Regions from separate parts of the Oryctolagus cuniculus genome. Here region 2 is linked to region 1. The links are chromatin contacts, called in public Micro-C maps. All regions are on one chromosome and are shown on one strand. Each heading gives the region's core, a stretch centred on a gene start, on an enhancer-like site or on the middle of the called end of the contact. The rest is flanking DNA. Distances are from core to core; before and after follow the strand shown.

Region 1 (3,646 bases), core at 330-2,829:
TCAATGTCATTTTTAACATGTTCAGCTAAGGAAAAAATAAGATGACCTCAGCTTTTCATTTCACAAATGGCAAAATTCTTCAAAAAGTTTACAAAAGCGATTTTACACCTTTCTCAACATGCTTCACGGGCCCTTATTTTAATCACGGGGGGTGTATCATGCGTCCCTGGTGACTTCTATCATCTCTTCACTGCATCATCCACTATAACACAGTCTGAACTCAGAGACGCTAAAATGTGAAGAAACGTGTGCTTTAGAATCCACGAAATACAGCTCATCTCAAGGAGGAGACTTCGCTCACTGAATGCTTACCTCTTCATAGTATATGCAGTCGGCCATCAGTATGTAGTCTGGTGGCGAAGGAAAGTCTTCTATTTCTTCCCCCCTTAAAAACGTCAAACAAATATTTTAATTGTTGCTTGAATCATGTACCATACTCTTGTCTTATAATAAAAGAACTGGAAACTCCCCTTCGTATTAACCACCCTTTCGGTGAAAAGCAATTTAAAGGCAGGCTACAGATCGCTATCTTAAAACAAGCTGAAAGGCCATACAAACCATTTCAGTACCTTGGCTTGAACAGAACCAGTGACAAGATGCTTGTTCATGTCAATATTCATCTTCAGCAGGTCCTGCAGTTCCTCAAGATCGGTGACTACAACATGTGCCCTACAAAACAACGTCGATGAGGACTAGGCACAGGCTGCGCAGTGGGCACCGGGCTGCACCCCGCCGCCAGCGCTTACCCTAGGGTGGCGGCCATGAGTCCCACGGCTCCGGTGCCTGAGCCCAGTTCCAGGACCGACCGCCGGCTCAGCAGGTGCGTCCCGTCGCCAGAAAACCCGGGTGTTTCCAGGTATTTAGAAAGGACAATAGCTGCGTCCCAGACAACGCAACCCACGCCACCGGAGCTATACTGCTGCAGGCGTAGCACCGTGCCATCCCGCTTCTCCAAAACTCGCACAAAGCTCCGTAGTGGGTCCTCCTCCGACGTCTCCGCAGTTGCCGCCATCGCAGCCAAACCACAGGATGCGGCGCATGCAGTGACGTCACACCCACGCGCACGCCCCGCGGCCCCGCCCTGAGTGGCGGAGCTGGCCGCATGGTGCCACGGCGCGTGCGCGAGTTCCCAAAGCCGCGGGGGCACCGTTACGTGGGCGGGACCGAGCGCTATGCCCCGCCTCCCCAACCCCTAGTCAGCAGAAATCTCTTTTCCAGAAAAACCGAGTGCGATAACCCGCCTGTAATAAAACAAAGGAAACTTCACATTGTTTCTGTATGGATGGAGACGGATTCGCACGGTGGTCACCGCCTTAAGTTCAGGCAACTTCCAAGATCCAACCAAAGACGGCTGTGATCCCGAGTCTCCTCGCCTGCTGGCTCCCGGTTTTCACAGGAATGCGTACAAACGTTGCTGAAGCTTGTCGTTTGGGCTTAACAGTGAAGGCAGTTATTCCTCTAGAGTTTACGTCAGTTAAATTCTTTGGGATTATGTGATGTGTTGCACAAAACAAAATAACGTGTGTATGAATCTACAGGATTCAATCTCTCCTTGGTTTCTTATAATAAAAACACGTATTTTAAAAGCCTTTTAAAAATTAAGACTGGGTGATTTATTAATCTTGTTAAGAACTCTGATACAAAGCACAGTAAAAGGCCACAGACCAGTAAATAAACAACGTGGCTTTGGGCTACTTTACAATTGCTGCTACAGCACTGTCCGCAATATGCTTTTCATCACTTCCAATGAGGGTGTACAAATACCAAAAAAAAAAAAAGTGTCACTCCTCTGATTAAAAAGTTTAATAAAGCTTTAAGTATTTGCTGGTTTAAATATTACCAATCTAAAAAATTTTTTTAAAACATTTCAGTTAACAGGAGATTTACAGAGACGGTTACTAGGTTTTGAAGGCAAGGCGGTTGGTTCCTATGCCATAAGAAGTTTCTCCTCTGAATTTACGCATTAGTAAAGTAGCAGATTGTATTATAGTCCTCAAGTCACTGAAATTTATATAGGTTATTAGCATTATCTTTAAATATACAATATAAACAAAACTGTACATTGATGGCATATTTGTTTTCCAAAACAATAGGCAACTGATGAGCTAAAGACACCGTAGTCTGCCAAAAACAAAGGCACATCTGAGTGAGATACATGCCCTTTCTCCTCTATGATCGGGTTATGTAGTCCTTGCTTACATCTGACAAAATAATAAACAGTGCATTCTATTATTTTCATCCTACTTTTCATTTTTGTCTTCAGCAGCAAATACTGGCATTTAAGACATGGCATTAAACAGTTTAAGAACTGTGGGTGTTATTCACAATTCTCCTAGATGTAAAAACTAGAAGTAAAAACTAGAAGATGGTCAAAGAGGTTTAAAAATCAGTAACACCATTAGCTTCCATGTTTATGTAAATTCATTGCCTTAAAAAGGCAGCTATTACTCAAATTTGAAAAATTCCACAAAAGCACTATCCCTTTTCAGTGCAATCAATGTCACTTTAAATCATATTTTAGCAGAGTCTACAGTGCAATTATAAATTCATTATACTGGCCTTTTGGCAGCACTGAGGATCCAAGACAAGGCAATGCTACTGACCACCTGAGGAAAATGGTGCACGACTTTTGAATTTTTATTTTTCCAATTCTTAAAAGCTTATTTGATCAGTAGCATTTTTGTAAAAGCATTACAAAATAGTACTAAAATACTATGCCTTTTTTGAATAAATTAAAAAAAAACTTTACAAATACTATTCCAGTGTCAATGACTACATATGGCTAAGGTCATTGAGGAGTTTCTGCATTTTCTAACAAAGACAGTCCATACAACGGAGGGTGCGAAAGTTCCCGTTTGTAAGTCTTTGGTGGCAGTTTTGGTAGGTGAGGGCTTGAATTCTGCCTTGGAGGGACAGGTGGAGCTGGAGGATGAACAAGATTATTGTGACTAGAACTAAGAACATAGCATCGACGCGGTACCCTTGGAGAGGGAGTGCTAGGAGGAGTGCTTGGTGAATTCGGACATGTATTAACGTCTCTGAACCACTCTGGATCTCGGTGAAGATGTCCCAGTGGAGGAGGCTGAAGATTAAATGGACAGTTGATAAAGTGTTCTGGAGGCCGAAGGGGAACCGGTGGAGGGGTATCAGGAAGAGGATCTCTTGGCGGTGGTGGAGGTGGGCTGTGCAGAGGTCCATCAAATGCACTAGCAGGAACAGGAACTCTGGGTTTTACCTTTGGAGGAGGAGGCTGTCTCGGTGGAATAGCAGGAGGGTCATCATCAGATTTCATATTCCCCTCAAGAAAAAATAAAGTAAGTAAGCTACTTTTCTGTTCTCCTGAAAATTTTGTAATAAAAATTTAAAGGATGCTGTATCAAGTTAAATCCAGAGGCTCAGAATGGATCAATCTGATTTAATTATCATATTTATGAGTAAATTCCTCCCAGATGAATTCAGGGTTCAATTTAATATTTTTATATGAGATATTTAAATTGAAAACTTAGAAAAGGAGAGGGAGGGAGAGTGGGAGGAAGAAACATGAAAGGAAGAAGAGAATATCATTATACAAGCTGTATCTATGAACTATATTTGAATCTGTTAAAATCCAAATAATTTTTAAAAATATAAATAAATAAATGGATAA
Region 2 (3,646 bases), core at 696-3,195, 230 kb before region 1:
AACACACACCATGGGAGGCAACAGGTGAGGAACCAGGTCCTTGTCACTCACCTAACTAGGTCCATGGCAGACCTGGACTGGGGTCCTCGTTCCAGGCTTTGGCCTGGCCCAACCCTAGCTCCTGGGGACATGTGGGGAATGAACCAGCAGATGAGAGCTCAGTTTGTCTCTATCTCATAAATAAACAGATAAAATAATAAAGTGAGCTCTGGAAGACAAGATTCGGGAAAAATGTGGGCAGGGCAGGTCATAGAAAGATAAGAATGTCTGATTACAGAATAAGGATTCAGAAATTAAGAAACCATAGAAGGCGAGATAATGAGAGGACACTTCAGAAAAGCTCACGCTGGTCGACCACCGAGCTGTTCTAAGGGGAGCCGGGGGTTAGAGGGTAAACGTAACAAACGCTTGCTCTGGAAGGGGCTGTGTGAGGGCAGTATGCAGAAGGCAGTGACTGGGCAACAGCTCCACTCGTCCCACTGTCAGCTGCTCCCTCGGCCCTTACACTTCCTTACAGCAAAAGAAAGCCAAACACCTTCCAAACTCAGCTGCTGGAGACCAATCCCAGGGCCTTAACATTCAGCTTCGAGTAGCACTTAAGATTTACCTTCATAGCAAAACTAGACGGCATCATATTTTTTGGCCACTCAAATTCTGTTGTGTGAATTCGTATGCCAGATTCAAGGAGGAGTGTAGCTTTAAAGTCTGGCCTGCAGAAGAAAAAAATATTTCTTTTAGGGCATATTACCAACGGTACCTCTGGGAGAAGACACACAGTACAGGTTTAAAAAACACACACACACACACAATCATCTCATATTTAATTACCAAAATCAAAAGTACATAAAGCGTTCTTACTTTTGAAGACGGATAAGGTAAGTCTTATTATCCACATCATAAACATTGTTTACTCTCATTCCTAGCAAGCTGAAAAGACAAGGAAAACATGTAACAAATCATACTCCAGTTTGAAACAAAAAATTACAATTAAAGGTACGAAAAAAGGAACTTCCGCTCTAAGGATCTGGGGTCAACCATTCGAGAACAGAGTGGCTATCAGCCAGACATCTCTGCAACGACTCGACACTCTTGGGGGCGGGTGGAGGACAACTCATTAACGTCTAATCCAATGATGTGTTGCAAAGACGAATAAAAATAAACGCGCCCCCTGCAAGCCTGACAAAGCTCGCACAGCTGCAGAGGGGCGAGCCTGCAATCCAGGTCTCAGTTCAGATCTGCAAAACCCAGCTAACACCCGGCTAGCGGGACGGCGCCCCCGCTCTCGGCGGGGTGCCGAAGACATCTGGCCTCTGCTCTCTCCAAGCTCCGCGGCCAGAGGCCACTCCGGCGTCTCGCGGTCTCCCACACGTCTGCCCCAGCCCGGCCAGTGGAGACGCCGCGCCAGCCACGCACCAGGGCTGCGGGAGCGACAGGTGGCCCCTGGCGGGCCACCGCAAAGACGCCCTGCACTCGCCCAGCCCGGCCTAGCCAGGTCCAGGGAAAAACACCACCAGGAGAGAGCCAACAGCAGGCTGGTCTCGCTCCCACCACGGGGCCCCGGCCTGGCCTCCTGCGCTGCCCGCGAGAGCCGCGGTCCCCTGCGAGACCGTACCTCGCATTCAGCTCCGCGAGTACCGCGCAGAGGTCAATGGTGCTAAACCGGGTCTTCATGGCGAGGTCCGAAGGTAGCCACCGCAGTTCTCGCCGCCGACTGCCCGACTGGACGCCGCGACGCTTCCGCGCAGGCGCACTTGGCGGTCATCTACGGCCGCCCGGAGGATCCAATATTCCTTGAAGCGAACGTCTTTGCGTCAGCAGCCTGAAGAAGGCTGTCAAGATGCCTTCAGACTTCCTTTCTGTGGTACCGAAAACAATTCAGAGTAGGTCCAAAATGTTTTCTCGGATCTGCAGTGCTGTCCTGACCGCGTACGGACGGAACCAGATAGCTTCCCGCCCCGCAGGCGGGGACTCGCGCCGGCCCCCACAGTGACCCCTACTGGTCGTCGCCATTTTCGCGGCGGAGGCAGGCGGCCGGGCTCCGGCACCGAGAACCACCACCCGGTTCGGCCCGGGTGCTGGGACTTGTGGCATTTTTAAAAGTAACGAAGCGGAACTCTTGGGTTCGTCCTGTGACGACCCTTAACGATTAGGAGGAACCTTCGGAAAGGACGTCCTACTTCATAGGGGCGGTGTAGGGTTGCTGGACACTCGGCGTGGTGCTGGGTATACAGCTGGCGCCCCATGAACGCAACCTGAAATAGTCAAGTGCTTTCGCTAGAGAGCAGTGAAGTAAAATAAGACAAGATTTCCGGGAGGGTGTGGGGTGTGGAGGAAGAGTTTAAAAGGGGGTGGGGGGCTTGTTGTGTCAGGATAGGTGCGTGGTCGCAAAAGCCGACTTTAAAGGGTGAGGACGCAAAAGAGACAGGGTCTCGCTATGTTGCCCAGGCTGGAGTGCAGTGGCTATTCACAGGCGCGATCCCACTACTGATCAGCACGGGAGTTTTGACCTGCTCCGTTTCCGACCTGGGCCGGTTCACCCCTCCTTAGGCAACCTGGTGGTCCCCCGCTCCCGGGAGGTCACCATATTGATGCCGAACTTAGTGCGGACACCCGATCGGCATAGCGCACGACAGCCCAGAACTCCTGGACTCAAGCGATCCTCCGGCCTCAGCCTCCCGAGTAGCTGGGACTACAGGCGCGCGCCACCGCGCCCGGCGGCTGCCGAGGCTGCAGGCGGCGGGCTTGAGTGTGGCTGCAACGCGACTTCCCGCCAGCAGGGGGCGGTGCGAAGCAGAAAGCGGGCGGCGGGCTGGAAAGAAGTCAGGGAATCGCCAGGTGCCCAGCGGTGCAGAGTCGCCGGCCGTGCAGAACAGCGGCAGATATAGAAGGAAAGACTGGGAGTCAAGGTGACCCTGGTCCAAACCAATCGCGTGAGGTCTAACTGCACAACTAAGCTCACCCCTAAGGCATGTCCAACAAAGCGGTTATTTTTGCATAGGAACAGCCCGTGTAAAGGCTCCGCACTGAAACACGTTTTTGAAAAAGTTGGGCTCTTTGATGGCACAACTCCCACCTTGCAGCGCTACAAAGATATGAGAGGAACAGGATACCAATTTAAGTTTGCAGCAGGACAGTTAGCCCGTCCACTAATTAATACTTTGTTTCTACTTTGGGGAGAAAGAAGGGGCATCCAAAGGTATATTCAAGAACATCCCTAAGAGGAGTAAAGATACAAAGGGCTTCAAAAAGTACAGGGACAAAATGAAATGTTAAAAGGAATTTTTTGGTGCAAAAAAATAACCCTTGAAATCCATGTGTAGTTTTTTCTTAACGCTCATTTTTCATGAGCTTTTCTTCATATGCATGGATTTCAGAACACTTTGTGCCAAATAAACATCTTTTAATTCAGTTTTCCATGAGCTTTTTAGAAATACCCCATAAGTGTAAAGATTACAAGGGAACTTTAATTACTACTGGATTCTATCATTTTTAAGAATATCATATATCTATTTTGAGAAAATTCTGAACCAAAGATACTTGAAAACTGTGGAAAAAAGAAGAGGTAACAGGAGAAAGGGAAATTGTTTGATTTTCAAAAGGAAGATATGAAAGCAAATACCTGAAACTGTAAGCAAGTGTGCTGACC

Evidence for each region. A called contact is a pair of places that touch in the nucleus more often than the background predicts.
Region 2: a contact with region 1 is called in a Micro-C map of ear pinna, with 5 times the contacts expected there. The contact joins the promoter of NEMF here to the promoter of VCPKMT in region 1. A contact is called at or near these places in 4 of 6 Hi-C or Micro-C datasets (ear pinna, psoas muscle, skin fibroblasts and 1 more).

Annotation. Positions count from the first base shown.
Region 1 is chr12:25,998,237-26,001,882 of mOryCun1.1, reverse strand. VCPKMT (valosin containing protein lysine methyltransferase) reads right to left here and starts at 1,579. Exons shown (of 6, transcript XM_051822818.2): 1 at 747-1,579; 2 at 559-669; 3 at 313-385. The coding sequence starts at 1,012. SOS2 (SOS Ras/Rho guanine nucleotide exchange factor 2) reads right to left here. Exons shown (of 23, transcript XM_002718299.5): 23 at 1,590-3,298. The coding sequence ends at 2,789.
Region 2 is chr12:26,231,060-26,234,705 of mOryCun1.1, reverse strand. It overlaps NEMF (nuclear export mediator factor), which reads right to left and starts at 1,945. Exons shown (of 33, transcript XM_070053688.1): 1 at 1,613-1,945; 2 at 859-927; 3 at 608-710. The coding sequence starts at 1,671. It also overlaps RN7SL1.